Linked DNA regions of Mus musculus: all the other regions are linked to region 3. Evidence: chromatin contacts called from public ChIA-PET and HiChIP or PLAC-seq data. All regions are on one chromosome and are shown on one strand. Each heading gives the region's core, a stretch centred on a gene start, on an enhancer-like site or on the middle of the called end of the contact. The rest is flanking DNA. Distances are from core to core; before and after follow the strand shown.

Evidence for each region. ChIA-PET counts read pairs in DNA pulled down with a chosen protein or histone mark. HiChIP or PLAC-seq counts read pairs in DNA pulled down with a chosen protein or histone mark.
Region 1: a contact with region 3 is called in a BATF HiChIP or PLAC-seq map of CD8 T cells, with 7 read pairs. The contact joins two enhancer-like sites. A contact is called at or near these places in 1 of 15 datasets of contacts at CTCF or cohesin (the NIH/3T3 cell line), 4 of 484 Hi-C or Micro-C datasets (B cells, Th2 cells, bone marrow-derived macrophages and 1 more), 8 of 115 datasets of contacts at active chromatin or transcription factors (CD8 T cells, T-cell acute lymphoblastic leukemia, astrocytes and 4 more) and 1 of 9 other capture datasets (embryonic stem cells).
Region 2: a contact with region 3 is called in an RNA polymerase II ChIA-PET map of memory CD8 T cells, with 7 read pairs. The contact joins two enhancer-like sites. A contact is called at or near these places in 1 of 484 Hi-C or Micro-C datasets (3T3-L1-derived adipocytes) and 6 of 115 datasets of contacts at active chromatin or transcription factors (CD8 T cells, astrocytes, embryonic stem cells and 3 more).

The regions. Positions count from the first base shown.
Region 1 is chr5:107,012,904-107,017,818 of GRCm38.p6, reverse strand. No RefSeq gene overlaps it. Among named protein-coding and RNA genes, the nearest start is that of Gm33371, 30 kb to the left of the region's middle. Within about 2 kb of position 2,363, at least 64 of the 459 cell types and tissues checked have an H3K27ac peak or open chromatin away from gene starts, as enhancers often do. A contact at or near this core is called in CD8 T cells, Th2 cells and regulatory T cells, where this site is marked.
Region 2 is chr5:107,077,981-107,082,497 of GRCm38.p6, reverse strand. It overlaps Gm33474 (a long non-coding RNA gene), which reads right to left. Exons shown (of 5, transcript XR_001784912.1): 5 at 3,687-4,517. Among named protein-coding and RNA genes, the nearest start is that of Gm42146, 14 kb to the left of the region's middle. Within about 2 kb of position 3,212, at least 115 of the 459 cell types and tissues checked have an H3K27ac peak or open chromatin away from gene starts, as enhancers often do. A contact at or near this core is called in CD8 T cells and memory CD8 T cells, where this site is marked.
Region 3 is chr5:107,261,504-107,266,507 of GRCm38.p6, reverse strand. Tgfbr3 (transforming growth factor, beta receptor III) reads left to right here. Exons shown (of 17, transcript NM_011578.4): 2 at 158-314. The coding sequence starts at 248. Among named protein-coding and RNA genes, the nearest start is that of Tgfbr3, 26 kb to the left of the region's middle. Within about 2 kb of position 1,392, at least 34 of the 459 cell types and tissues checked have an H3K27ac peak or open chromatin away from gene starts, as enhancers often do. A contact at or near this core is called in CD8 T cells, Th2 cells, memory CD8 T cells and 1 more, where this site is marked.

The DNA of each region.
Region 1 (4,915 bases), core at 1,114-3,613, 250 kb after region 3:
GCGATTAGGAGTACTTGCTGCTCTGTCAGAATTTGATTCCCAGAACTCAATATCTGGCAGCTCACAGCTGCTGTAACTCCAACTCCATGGGCCTCAGCGCCCTCTTCTGGCCTCTGTTGGTACCCACATGCTTGGGCACAGATACACAAGTACAAAATAAAATGTTTTTAAAGATTCATTTTACAGACAAGGATGCTTGCAGTCAACCATTAGACTGAGCATGGGGGCCCCAAAAGAGGAATTAGGGGAAGAACTGAAGGAGCTGAAGGGGTTTGCAACTCCATATAAAGAACAATATCAACCAACCAGAACCCCCACCCCAGAGTTCCCAGGGACTAAACCACCAACCAAAGAATACACATGGAGGGACCCATGGCTCCAGCTGCATATATAGCAGAGAATTATCTGGCATCAATGGGAGGGGAGGCCCTTGGTCCAGTGAAGGCTCGATGCCCAGCATAGGGGAATGCTAGGGTGCTGAGGTGGGAGGGGTAGGTGGGTGGGGAAACGCCCTCATAGAAGCAGTGGGGAGGGAGATGGGATAGGGGGATTGCAGAGGGGAAACCGGGAAGAGGGATAACATTTGAAATGTAAATAAATAAAATAACCAGTAAAAAATTAAAACGAAAAAAGTTCAAAATTAAAGATTCTATGTGTGTGTGAGAGAGAGAGACAGAGACAGAGAGACAGAGAGACAGAGACAAAGAACAAGATGAAGACCAGTTATTGAGAACAGAACTCAGAGCCTCTAGAAAAGCAGCACTTTGGTCCTAACATCTCAGTCCTCTCTGAAACTCCCTTAATAAAATATTTTTAAAGTAAGTTTTTGGTGATTACATGAAACTTTACTGATTCTAAAGTCAAATTGACAAATGCAGTTATAAAGGAGTCTAACTCCATTCTTATCTCAAGAACCCGTTTTCTTCTCTTATAGCTAATCATCTTTAATTGTGTAGTTGATATTTCTGGGTTTCAGTTTTAAAAAATTACACAACAGACACTGCTCCCTTCCTGTGTGCATGCATGCACGAGTGTCTTACTATCGGTTCTTTTGGATTATATCATAGGGCTTGCTTCATATTGATGCACAGATGTTTCCTAGTCCTTCTTAGCATGTGTGGGTACAATAGTTTATTCTCCCGGTTCCTCAATTAACAACAAAAACCACTAAAACTCTTTGAATGAGATTAGATCATTAGATTGTAAAAAAAATGCTGGTATTTTTTTTTTTTTGGAAAAAGGCATAATTGTATGTTAAGATTTATCCTTGAGTTCTCTCTCTCTCTCTCTCTCCTCAAAAATAAGACACTTGTAGCTATTTTCAAAATCATGGATTTGGGTTTGATTCATGAAAATGGCCTTGCTAGATACAGAATACTTTCTTCCTCTTAATTACTGCATTAAAGAAAGCTTGCCATACTCTTTACCTCATAGTCATGCCTCAGTTATTAAATCCTTGAGATTAGCACGGGCATAATGCTACTGCTAATCCTGCACTTGGTTCTGAAGGCAAAGGACACCACACATCCCACAGGGTCACATCCTTCAGTGTCTGTCATTTTAAAACATTTCTCCTGCTTTGACTTTCATGACCTTGATATATTTGGTGATTAAAAATCAAGCCAATTACATTGTTGTACTGTGTGTTCCTCCATTCGTGTTTATAGTAAGTTTTTATTAAGATAAGTAGTATTAATTCTGACTATGTTAGTGTTAGTCCCAGGACCTTGGTGGGGAAGGTGGGGCAGGATGAAGAGAAAGAAATATCTAAGAAGAGAGGTCGGTTCTCTTTGTACATGTGCTTATCTCAGTGCACACAAAGGAAGGGGGCCCCTTTAATGGAGAGCCGGCCTGGGAAAGGAAGCCAATTCCCCCGGAAGCCCTGTAAGATAAGAAATCTGGGGCTCTGTAAACTCATTGGCTTCCGCATCCTTTTACCCTCCTTAGCTTCCTCCTTAGTCTCAGATCATTTCAGGTTAGGGGGAGAGGTAAAAGCCCCTCAGGCTGAAACTTGGAAATGGGTCAAGACAGCTGCTGCATAAGAAACGGGGTTGCTCAGGTCTCGGGTATGGTGAGTCCATAGCAAGCACTTGAATGTCAGCAGCTGCTATGACAGGGTTCAGAGCACGCCTTTCTCAGGCCATGGTCTGGTGCTCCACTCATCTCCCTCATCCCCCTGCTGCAGGAACACCCTCCTCCTCACCCTCCCCTCAATTGACACTCGATGCCTCCCGAGCAGGAGCTGAGTTTTTATTAGAGCAAGCAAGAGGAATGGTGTGTCCCTGTTTAGCATCGTGCTCCTAGGGCAGGAAACAGCTAGGTGAGGGCTCAGGTTGATGTGGGAGGAGTCAAGAGCAGCTGGGGCATCTGGAAGGAGAGCCCAGTGTATATCTGACTGAGGCCTTTGCAACTACTCAGGCGCTTCATCCACTCATCATGGAAAACTCAAAGTGTTCTTCACACAACAGCCTTCGATAAACTTTTGAGTTTCAGTTTGAGGTTCAGAAGTCAATATTTGCTCATAGGAACTCTGCTTGCTTTCCCCCACACTTCACCCCTGGGCCTTTAAAACTCCTTTCTGTCAGTGTCTAGCTTAAGGAGCAACAGTCATTGAAGGTCCCTACAGCACCTCCCCTCCCCTTGAGCAGTTTTTAACCCTCTGGTGACTGATATCCAGGTAAAGTCAGCACTCTCTGGGTTTTCATTGATATTTTATGAATAGGACAGATAGAAAACACAACATTGCCAGAGTGGCTTGTGGATTTTGTCAAAGGGCTTAAATTTGAAAGCCTCCCTTGCCTTGTAAGGAGCCCTTTGAAAGACGATCCTTTTGAGCCGCTGTGGTTCCAGAGGAAGTACTCAGCTTTAAGGGGAAATGCTTGCTCTGTCCCCTGGTCCCACAAGTGGACATGTGTCACAAACACACACATACGCACCCTTTCACTGGATCCTTCTGCTTCCTGACCTAGCAATCAGATAATTTGGTGAAGGAGATGTTAAAGTACTATCAAGCTGAATTTTGGAAAGTGATTTCTTTCTGTGCCTGCCTGTGTTCTTCAGGAACCAGACTTACCTTCGGGCTTCTCGCAAGCCTACCTGGCTGTTACCAGGGAGCCGCCCAGTCTTTGACCTTCCGAGGATTACTACTGGGGAGCAGAGGCAGCCCAGTAGCTGACACACTCTAACTTCAGACAGCTTTTACTGACACAGGGGTGCCCACTCACTGAGCCCAGGACCTGGTAACATGAAGGCAAATAAGAAAATCTATCAAATCTGTCAGATATTATAATCTTAATCTACTTAAATAAAATCTTGTCAAGAAAGAGAAGGGGAGTCGGGGAGCGGAGAGAAGCTAAGCGGTAAGACCCCAGAAAGCATGTAGAGACAAAGGTGTTAGTGGGTCAGGTTTACAGTCTTGAGGCAGGGAGACAGAGATAGAAAGATCCCAGGGAAACACTGGCCAGCCAGGCTAGCCTTAATGGGGAGAGCTATGCCTCAGTGTCACCTGGGAGAATGGAGCCGACAAGAGACCGACTAAAGTCTCTTGCCGTAGCCATCTTTACTCAAACATCAGACAGTTCATACTCCGAGGGTTAAGAAGGTCACATGAGCAAAGTTCTCATGGGTTCAAGCTGCATGCAATCACAAGGACAAGCTGCTCCTGGCAGGCACATGTTTTTCTATATATTCATATTTTTAAATTTTTTTAACATTTAATTAAATAACTCCAGCATGCAACAATGAGTAATCTGAAGTAAACACACTCCTATTCGCTAGCTACCCCTGGGAGGAGCATGAAAACACATTCCAAGAACAATCCCATGTTTGGAGAAACTGAGGTCACGGGACTCTTGTTGTCTTGGCGTGTTCTCGAAAGCACCCAGAGTTCTCCTCACGGGACTCTGTTCTCAGACTGTGTTCTGTCTGACAAGTACCAACACCCAAGTTGGAAAAAAAATTCCTACCAAATACAACAAAGTAAGAGACGCTAAACAGTGTCTTAGAATGTATGAGGGCAATCACAGAGCGAGGTAGAAACCACTGAGAGAAGGCAGAACAATTTACAAATTGGCTCAGAGCCAGCAGCAAGTAGGTGGGCTTCATAGAGGGGGTGACTGGTGAACAAGACCAAAATATGAACAGGATGTAGGCTCCGGGACAAAGTGCTTTCCATGCAAATGTGCACTGAGGTTGGATCCCTAGAACTCACATAAAGCCAGATGTAGAAGAGAATATCACTCATCCCACACAAAGAGTAGGGGAAACCCCCAGGGGAAGCCCTGGTAGAGTGCTACCCAGCTAGCCTGACAGATACAGAGAGAACAAAAGACTCTGCCCAAAACAAAGTGGACAGTGAGTGCTGACACCCAAGGCTGCCCTCTAACCCTGACATGTATGCCCTAGAATGTGCACATTGGCATACACACACACACACACACACACACACACACACACACACACACGCACACAGAGTCATAAAAATGAATGGGATTGGCAGTTAAGAAGATGGAGCATTCCAGGAGGACTGTGAATCTTATGAGGGGCTTCAGCTATCCGTCTTAATATTTATTCTGTTTTTCAGGTGAGGGACACAGGTTTAGACCCTGCTGGAGGCCGTTCAGCTGCGCAAAACGGAGCTGTGGTGTTGTCTCAGTGCTGTCCTTCAGGTCATCATCAGAGCTGAGCTGGTCAATGTGGCAACGTAGCCCACACAAATTGCCACAAGAGAAGAAGTACTCAGCTGAGATGAGAGACTTTGCAAACAGAAAAAGAAAAAAACAGGCTAGTAAGGTAGCCCACTAGGTAAAGTGAATTCTGTCCCCAGAAACTATATCCCTGGGTTCACTGGCCAGTCAGCCTAGACTATGAAAGATCCAGTCTCACAAAAGGTGGACAGTACCTGAGAATTGACAGG
Region 2 (4,517 bases), core at 1,963-4,462, 190 kb after region 3:
TCTAGGGGGTCTTGCTATGCTGTAGGCTCTCAACTCTTCTTACATGGAGACTCGGGAGAAATCTGCTCCTTAAACAGTGTATTTCCAGAAGTATACACCAAATCAAAGGACCACTCTGCTCAGCCCAGGTCAGGGTCAGGTATCTTGGGTTCTCTGCAGGTCAGGGAGATCTGGAAGCTGTAACAAGGTGAACGGCCACCTCCATCATTAAGGCACTTCTTGAGTACTTGCTTAATAAACAGCCAAGGGAGGCACCAAAATGTGAGATGGCTCAACAAGCAAGCATGCTTGCTGCCAAGCCCGGTGACCCGAGTCTCACCCCTGAGATCCACCATTGTTGAATGAGAGAAACAACTCCCACAAGTTGTCCTCTGACCCTACATGTTCACCATAACATACAATAGGTCAGTAAATGCAGCATAATAAATAAATAAACCACACATCAATAAATGTAATAATAAAATATGTAAATAAAGTTATTTGTTGAATTCTGTCAATAATACATATATGTATATATACATATATATTAAAGAGTGTTTAAGAGAAAGCACATTAGCACACTATACAATTATTTTCATGTGGCAGAAATATGGCTGCTTTTAGTTTGCCAAAAAGACCCAAAAAGGGACCCCACTGGGCTGCGGAGGCTCATTATCACAATTGCTGCCACAAAGTTGACTTTGGGAAAAAAAAAAAAAACCTCACATTTATTTTGTCTTAACTTGCTAGCTAAATTATGAACCATCGTAGTAAAAATATAAGGCAAAAATAAGGGGAAAGGGAAGAGAAAGTTCTCTCATAGATTACCCTCTAATCCCGGTCTTGATCTCACTGTGGCTCCAAATTTATTCCCCATCCCTCACCCTCCTCAGGGTCTTCCTCGGGCATCACCAGGCTGGCAGACTCCTGAGGAGTTTCAATTCCACATTAGCTTGACCTGTCTGACTTCCGCTCCTGGGAAAGGGAGCTGAGCCCCCTCCCTGGGAATGGGAAGTAATACTGAGACACCCCCACAGCTCTTGCTCCCAGGCCGGCCTTATCCCTCTAAGGGGCCAGGGCTTCCTTCCTGCCAGGAAACCCTGGCCTGGACACAAAAGGGGTTATCAGTTGCCATCAGGGGATTAAGACCACTGGGCGCCCAGGCTCCATTCTCGCCATTCTCAGGCACTGTTAGGACCACAGGGCGCCTTTCTCGCAGTGGCCAGGTTCCCAGGTCTTTCCTGTGTGAGTCTTCCATGAAACCTTAGTTCAGACTTTTTCTAATATGGAGGCCCTTCCACTTCCTACCCCTCTTTAATCTCGAGTCACCAATCTTTCACCCTGGCCCTTCCTCTTCTGGGTCCTCCCTGCTTCACTCAAATCCACTGGGTCCCACTGGAATAACAATTCGGATGAGCTCATGTTGCCCTGCAAAGACGGATGGGATGTCCGAGTTGCTCTGGGTAAACACCCTAATAGCTGATTTGAAGCTGTTGAATTAATTTTTACATCGTCAGTCTGAGCTCATGAACTAAAGAAGATGAGAACGTAGGTAATTTCCATTCTTTCCAGAGCTTAAAACAAGCAAGCAAGCAAGCAAACAAACAAACCCGAGCACAAATATAACTGACTTGGTGTTCATCTTGAGAACACTTCTATTGGCTGAGAAATTTAAGAAATTATTCCTGTTTTGAGGTTTGCATTACTTATCTAATGGTTGATTTATTTACCAGCCCTTAGTAGTGTGTTGTCCCATATTTTAAAAGCAGGGACTGGGTTCAATTCTCAGCCCCCTCACGATGCTTCAGCCCATCTCTAACTCCAGGTCTAGGGGTTGCTGCCCCCTTGTCTGGCCTCCTTGGGCAGCAGACACATAAGTGGAGCACACACATATATGGAGGCAGAATACCCATACACATAAAATAAATATCTTTTAAAGCTGAAGCGGGGAGTAGAGCATAATTTATTACACTGAGATACTAATTCTTCATAGTAAAAATGAAACAGATTTTAAAATGTATGTTTTATCCTATACCTGGGAGACTGAAGCAAGGGCAAGGCGTACTGGAGGTCCAGCCTGGCCAAACAAGGGCAAGCAAACCTTACACTGTAAAGAGCTGCCCTGCACTAGACAGTCACCTCGTGAGTCAAAGGCTACCTGGGCTCCTAAAGATGGCTGGCTTTATGAACAACAAAGGTGACCCTTTGACAGGGTGTATAGCTAGCGGACAGAGAGCACTCACGGTGTAAATGCTGAGTTTGAGTCCAGTCTTTGTGATGACTGGCCGGCTGCTCCCAAAGCAGCTCACACATGCATGCCTGCTGACAACCCCGAGTTACTGTGTACTCTCCCTCCCTCCCTCCCATGCTAACCTCAAACACAACTCAAACCTCAGCACCCCGCCCAGACCTCAGCCTGTGTGCCCAGGAGGATGAAAAGGTGTTTGTTCTCACATCCCTTCACGGAATTCAAAGGAGAAGCTAAACCACAAGCAATGCATCATCCAATTAAGCAAAGGCGTGGCTTTTTTTCTGAAGCGTGCTTCTGGGTGTGTGATTTTTATATCTACATAGGTATATAATGGTTTATGATACTTTCCAAACAATTATGGACCTCATGGACCCTTGGTCCAGACTTATCCATCTACTGTTGAATTAGATATTCCTAAATCCTGCTTCTCAGTGTGTGGGAAAAGAAAGATAAGGGGGTGGGGTGGGGTGGAGATGGTGGTGGTGAGGAAGAAAACGTAGAGGAAACAAGGGGAATGAGAGGGGGAGAAAGAGGATGAGAGGGGGAAGGAGGACTCAGGAAGCAGGAAGCAGGGAGGAGGGAAAGGGGAGGAAGTGATTATCAGATCCTGCAGGCCCTCTTCTAGCCCTGTGATCTGTGACTCTGTGCAGGTGTCTCTCTGTCCTCTTCTCCAGAGGAAAGGGGCAGTTATGGCCCAGGGGGTAGCCTGTGTCAGTGACCAGGCCTGCTCTGACTCAGCAAGCAGGCAGCCAGGTCCAGACCTCCCCGCTCCACTCGGATCCACGGGAACCCATCGAAGTTAACAATTCCGGCGAGCTCTTGTTGCTCTGCAAAGACTGATGGGATGTCCGAGTTGCTCTGGGTAAACACCCTAACAGTCGATTTGAAGCATTAATTTTTTACAATGATGACACATGAGGCAGTGTTCCTCCGAGGTCTGTAGTTGCCATGGTTTCCTGGGGAGGACGGTCTCCTGGCTGCGTGCCTAGAAAAGGGTTCATGAGAGAAAACAGAGGGTACTTTCTGGGAAGGGTGGTGACTGTACCCTCTGAGGAGTCTCCTGCTACCCTGGATGAGGAGACCTCACACAAGTGTGCAACTCCAGAGCCTCCACTACAAATAAGCAGTGTGGGCTCTCTTGCTGGTGGGAGCTCAGTACCTTGGAGGAGCTTTGAGACTTTCAAGGAGAATTCAAATTATCCTACAAAGATACCAAGGTTGGCTCAGGCAGTCTTTTTCCCATGTCTCCTGAGAGCTGGAATTATACACTCAGGCCTTAACCGGACTTGACTTCAGGGACAGTACCCGCATTCTCACCCAGACAGGGGTGGCCAGTATTGGGCCGTGCCCAAGGATGCTGTGAGGCAGGACAGTCTGTGCTATGATGTTCTCAGGGACTATGGGCTGCTCGGGTTTGGGGGGGGGGTTCTTTTCTTTTCTTCTTTTTTCTTTTTTTGGTTTGGTTTGGTTTCGGTTTTTCAAGACAGAGTTGCTCTGTGTAACCCTGGCTGTCCTGGAACTTACTCTGTAGACCAGGCTGGACTCAAACTTAGAGATCTGCCTGCCTCTGCCTCCCAAGTGCTGGGATTAAAGGTGTACAGTGCTATGCCTGGCTGGTTTAGGGGATTTTTAAAGATTTATTTTAGCTTTAGTTTTGTTTCTGTGTGTAGGTATGTACGCACAAGGGAAGTGCCAGCAGAGGCCAGGAGCGGGTTGAGTCTACCAGAGCTGGAGGTACGCTGTGAGCCACCTAATGTGTCAGCAACTGAACTTGTATCCTCTGCAAGAGTTGCCTGTATCTTAACTGCTGAACTGTCTCTCTAGCTTCCACCCTGTGCCCCAAACTTTTAAAGGAAGATTTATTTTGTGCTGGGGGGTTTTGTGAGGCTCCTGGCCTGGGAATCCTGGGGTGATCCTCCCTGCTTTGAGGAGACGCTGTTCCCCAGCAAGCCTTCAGAAGTCTTAGGACCTGGCTGAGGGAAGTTCGGTGTGGGACTCCAGTTCAACTTCATGCAGAAAATTCGCCTTCTTCTGCTGGGATTGCCAGGAGCAAAAAGCTTGACTGTCTTAACAGTCTTGACTAATTCTCATCTAGGGCCCCAGGGAGCCTGGGTGTGAGATCTGTGAGAGGGGCCCACCCATAGTCCCTGAGAACATCATAGCACAGACTGTCCTGCCTCACAGCATCCTTGGGCACGGCCCAATACTGGCCGCCCCTGCCTGGGTGAGAATGCTGGTACCATCCCTGAAGTCAAGTCCGGTTAAGGCCCGAATGTATAATTCCAGC
Region 3 (5,004 bases), core at 143-2,642:
CCAATTTGCCTGAGGGCTGCCCCGGTCTTTTTCAGGACAAATTGTTTCTCTTCGATACTTTTCAGAAATTCTCCATTTAACTTTTTACATATGACATGTGTGTTCACTAGCGAAATTTCAACACTGTTTTCTTACTGAAATTTGTTTATTTTTCTAGGCAAGTTGAACATTGCAGAGAAGGATCTTAAGGCTACACCCGACTTGCCACACTTGCCATCCAGCTGAAGAACCAAAGGCTGTTGGAGAGATGGCAGTGACATCCCACCACATGGTCCCTGTGTTTGTCCTGATGAGCGCCTGCCTGGCCACCGCAGGTAATGCACCTTCTCAATTGGGAGGCTCTTAACCTTCTCTTGAATTCCTATTTCCTTCTCCCCTCAGTCTCTTTGGCTAAAAATATTTAGTCCATATTATCTTATGTAAAATGTGAATATTTATGTTATTTAGGTAAATAAAATATTTGACTATCATACTGATACATAATATGTTTTCCTGTGTTGTAGTTTACTAAGCTGGGGCTAGACATTCTAATGTCATGACACGGGACCCAGCTAACCTCTGTTGAGGTAGGCAGATAACAAAGAGCCCCATTTGAATTTTGTTACAGGCATAGTTAAGAGCAAAATAAGAATTGTAAGGGTCTTTTTATTCTCTTAAAAGAATGTTTTTATAAAATAAATAGATCTTTTGATATAGAGGTAACATCCTTATCGTGAGATTTGGGGAAGGGAGGCGTCTAGTTTCAGCTGCTTCGGACATATTAATAAGCATTCTTTAAGACCCAGAGAGAGGGTCTGAGAAGTAGGCTGTCAGTGCCAGCTTCAGCACTGAAGGAGAGAGAGAGAGCGAGAGAGAGAGAGAGAGAGAGAGAGAGAGTGAGAGAGAGAGATCGCTCGCGAGAGAGAGAGAGAGAGAGAGAGAGAGAGAGAGCGCGCTTATGTTTCCCAGAGGCTGTCAGAATGTAAGGGCAACGCTTTGGGGGAGTGTTAGGGGTATCATCATTTAACACATTTGGAAGGTTAATTCGCTCTATTTTATCATTGTGTGCACTTGTTCTGTAATGAGCTATATAAAAGCAATTCATTGTATCAGTTCTGGAAACGGGCAGTTCTCAACAAGGACAGCACCGACCTAAACGTGTACTCCAGCCAGCCTTTGGTATATATCGTATATAAACTCGAACAAAATAGTTCCATAAGCTCTGGTAATCAAAGCTCTGAGAGAAGTGTGCCATTTAGTAGGAGATAAAATGAGATATGGAGATACATAGTTCATTTACACGAAGTTGTGTAGCGGGTCCAGATTTTTACGTTTTGCATTTTGTGTGGTGGGTGGAAGATAACATCTGACCACGGAGGCTTCCGGAGGCAGACAGGGACTGTGCAGACAGACTGTGGGAAGGCCAGTTGGTAGAAAGATGTGTGAGACTGGAGATCAGAATGCTACCCCCAACCACTGTAGACATTTTGAAAGAAAGTTCTTAATGTTTTTTATTGATTCTTTTTTTCTTTCCTTCTTTCTGTTGTTGTTTTAAATGCCAGTATGTGAACTTGAACTGCCCGCTCTGTCTGTGTGGCTCTCTGTCAGCAGTTTCACTTTGTGTCACTGTTGAAGAATTGTTTGCCTTTCAGGGTATGCAATAAAATGGATCTTTTCTTTCTCTTTCTTTTCTTTATTTTTATTTTTTTGAGATAGGGTCCCTCTATGTTGCCTAGGCTATCCTGGAACACACAGAGACCCACCTACCTCTGCCTTCTGAGTAGAAGGATTCAAGATCTATGCCAGCGTGCTCAGCAAAAATGAGTCTTACTGTTAAAATGGATCAAGCGGTGGGCGAGAGGAGGCACACTTGCTGTGATAAGGTGTCGAACTGTGCCTGGGGTCTTGACACAGGGGTTCTGCTCTTACTGATGTCACGTCACGGAGAGCGGCTCCATGGGAAAGCTGTGAGCATGACGGCTTGTGTAGCCTTGATAGTTTTGACAGTGAATCACTCTTGCCAAACACCCTCCTTTCTCTTTCAGAACATAAGAGGGGGATGGGGGAGAAAGAAAAAGAAGAAATATATACACTTAGTCTCATATATATCCAAAGTTTTGCAAAAGTAGAAAATACAATAGAGCCACGGATTTTGTAGACTCACAGGGCACCTGGTAGGAAAGCAGAGGGGCGGGTGCCTCTTCTGTTTTTATGGGTTGTGAGTGTGTGTGTGTGTGTGTGTGTGTGTGTGCATGAGCATGCATGTATGAGCATGTATGTGTGTATGTAGGCCAGAGGACAATCCAGGTGTCTCTTTTCAGGCTCGGTGCCCTTTTGCTGAGACAGGTCTCTCAGTGGCCCAGAACTCACCAAGTAGGTAGATTGGCAATCCAAGTGAGCCCAGGGCACCCATCTGACTCTTTTTATTTTTATTTTTTTAAAGATTTATTTATTTATTTAATAAATATGAGTACACCACCAATGCTCTCTTCAGACACACCAGAAGAGGGCACCAGACCCCATTACAGACGTTTGTGAGCCACCACCATGTGGTTGCTGGGAATTGAACTCAGGACCTCTGGATGAGCAGTCAGTGCTCTTAACCACTGAGCCATCTCTCCAGCCCCCCCACCCCTGACCTGACTCTTACTTGACATTGGTGAGATTACAGCCGAGCCACACTCAGCTTTTAAAGTGTGGGTTCTGGGGACAGTCTGGGGATTGAACTCAGGTCATCATGCTTGCAAGACAAACATTTTACTGACTGGGTGCTAATCCGTAGGAAGGCTTTTTAAGTGTAGAAGTTCATTAGCTGGTGTCATTTTGTGCAACCCAGTAAGGGCGAATGAATGGAGGAGAAATAGTTCCTGCCTGTGCCGATGTATGCCAGCTTGCTTCTCTGTCCCTCAAGTTTGTCAGCGGCTAAGGATGACCTTGAACTGCTGATCTTTGTGCCTCTGGCTTTAGAGTGCTGAAATTATTGACGCGTGTCCTTATGGCCAATTTATATGATGCTGGGGACCTCCAACATGTTAGGCAAGCACTGACTGGGCCGCATACCAGCCCCTTTCAATAGTGTGTGACATAGACTCAGTTTACGTCCCAAAATGTTTCTTGGAGTATTCTGGCTGAGTTGAACTTCAAGAAGATCATAATAATGAAAACTTATAGAGTGATTACTGTATGCTAAGCCCCACCCTTCAATGCTTCTTTTTCTCTTTCTTTCTTTCTTTCTTTCTTTCTTTCTTTCTTTCTTTCTTTCTTTCTTTTTCTTCGAGACAGGGTTTCTCTGTGTAGCCCTAGCTGTCCTGGAACTCACTCTGTAGACCAGGCTGGCCTCAAACTCAGAAATCTGCCTGCCTCTGCCTCCCGAGTGCTGGGATTAAAGGCGTGCGCCACCACCGCTGCCCTGCAGTGCTTCTTACATATGACATCATTTCATTTCCAGAACAATGTGAATACTGTGATTACCCATAATTCTTAGGTGAAGGAACAGAACTGCAGAAAGACTAGCTGTTCCTTCAAGGGCTACCCAGCTAAGGAGCAGCAGTTAGTGGTACATAGATTACTTTAAGTTTGGTGACTGAGCCTTTTTGTTTCTATATTAAGAGAACGTTGAGAGTATTTGCTTTTGTTTGGCTTCCTTTTGTTGCTACTGTTTTGAAACAGTCTTACTTTGAAACTTTGGCTGTCCTGGAACTCACTGTATTAGACCAGGCAGGCCTCAAACTCACAGAGATCTGCTGGTCTCTGTCACCTGAGTGCTGGGATTAACGGTGTGTACCAAGCTGCCCTGCCTGAAAGGTGCTTGAGAAAGTGATGATGGGTTTCACTTGAGCATGGACTCTGTCTTCTGGCGAGAAGACTCTCTGAAAATTTTATGGGCATAAAGCAAGGCTGGTTTGGGAGTGAAGGAGGGGAGTGGACTCTGGGGATACTGAGTTTCAGAGCAGAGCTTTGGATTTCATTTTGTGCTTTGGTCCTGCTGTTCTTCAGTCCTCTGAGGTGAGAGGCATACCCCGCTTAAGTTATGAATCTAAGCACCTCCTACCCTCTTCCTGAAGCTGAGAATACAGCCAGTTTCCAGGCGGGAGGGCTGCAGGCTAGTGTGTGTGTGTGTGTGTGTGTGTGTGTGTGTGTGTGTGTGTGTGTATCCGTACATGAGTGCATGTATGTCTGTGTGTGTATATGTGTGTGTATGCCTTGTGTGTGTCAGTTCCTGTGTGTGTGTGTTATTAAGACAACTTAACCCATGATTATCTTCAAATAAGAAACCGAGCCTCAGTTTAGTTAATGACTTGTGCAAAGTCCTGCGACTTCCGAGTGGGAAACTAGGCACTTGAGCCTAGGTATTTGGCAGTGAAATGCAGGCCATTGCTGCCCTATTGGGGTGCCCCAGGAGGAGAGCCCACATGTGGAATGAATGAAACTCTTAGCTTGATTAAGTACCAGGTGAGTAGTGCCCGAGTGGCATGCGCCCAGAGAGATATAATGACCTTGGTTGTCTTCATTTTCATTTCACACAAAGAACCTCGTGGCCATATCCCAAGACTGCTGGAGAGCAGGCAGGATGAATGTGGTAAAAATGGCTTGTATGGGCTTTTCATGGGGCAGGGCAAGCATGCAAGACACAGCAGGGTTTGTGTGTTTACCCCATGGGCTCGGTGGGGCCCTTCTGTAGAAATCTTTCGCGCTCTGCTTGTGTTGGGGAAGAGCAAGGTGAAGCAGGCAGGTGGCAGCCAGCCATGACTCAGGTTACCAACTAGTTTGAAAAAAAAAAACTATCTATCCTTTATCCCCCAAGTCTTTCTCTACTTGGTATTACATGGCATTGTGAAAGTGAGGGCTCTGCTCTTGAAAGATATACCATGTAAGAAGCAGGGTGCCTTTTTATTAGAAATTACCACAGGCTGTTGACTGGCCCCTTATTGTACATCCTGTGATCTAACATCAGGAAAGCAAGAAGCTCGAAAACTAATGCTTGTCCCATAAGCTCAAGTCTGCTTTCACTTTAAAGACTACTAC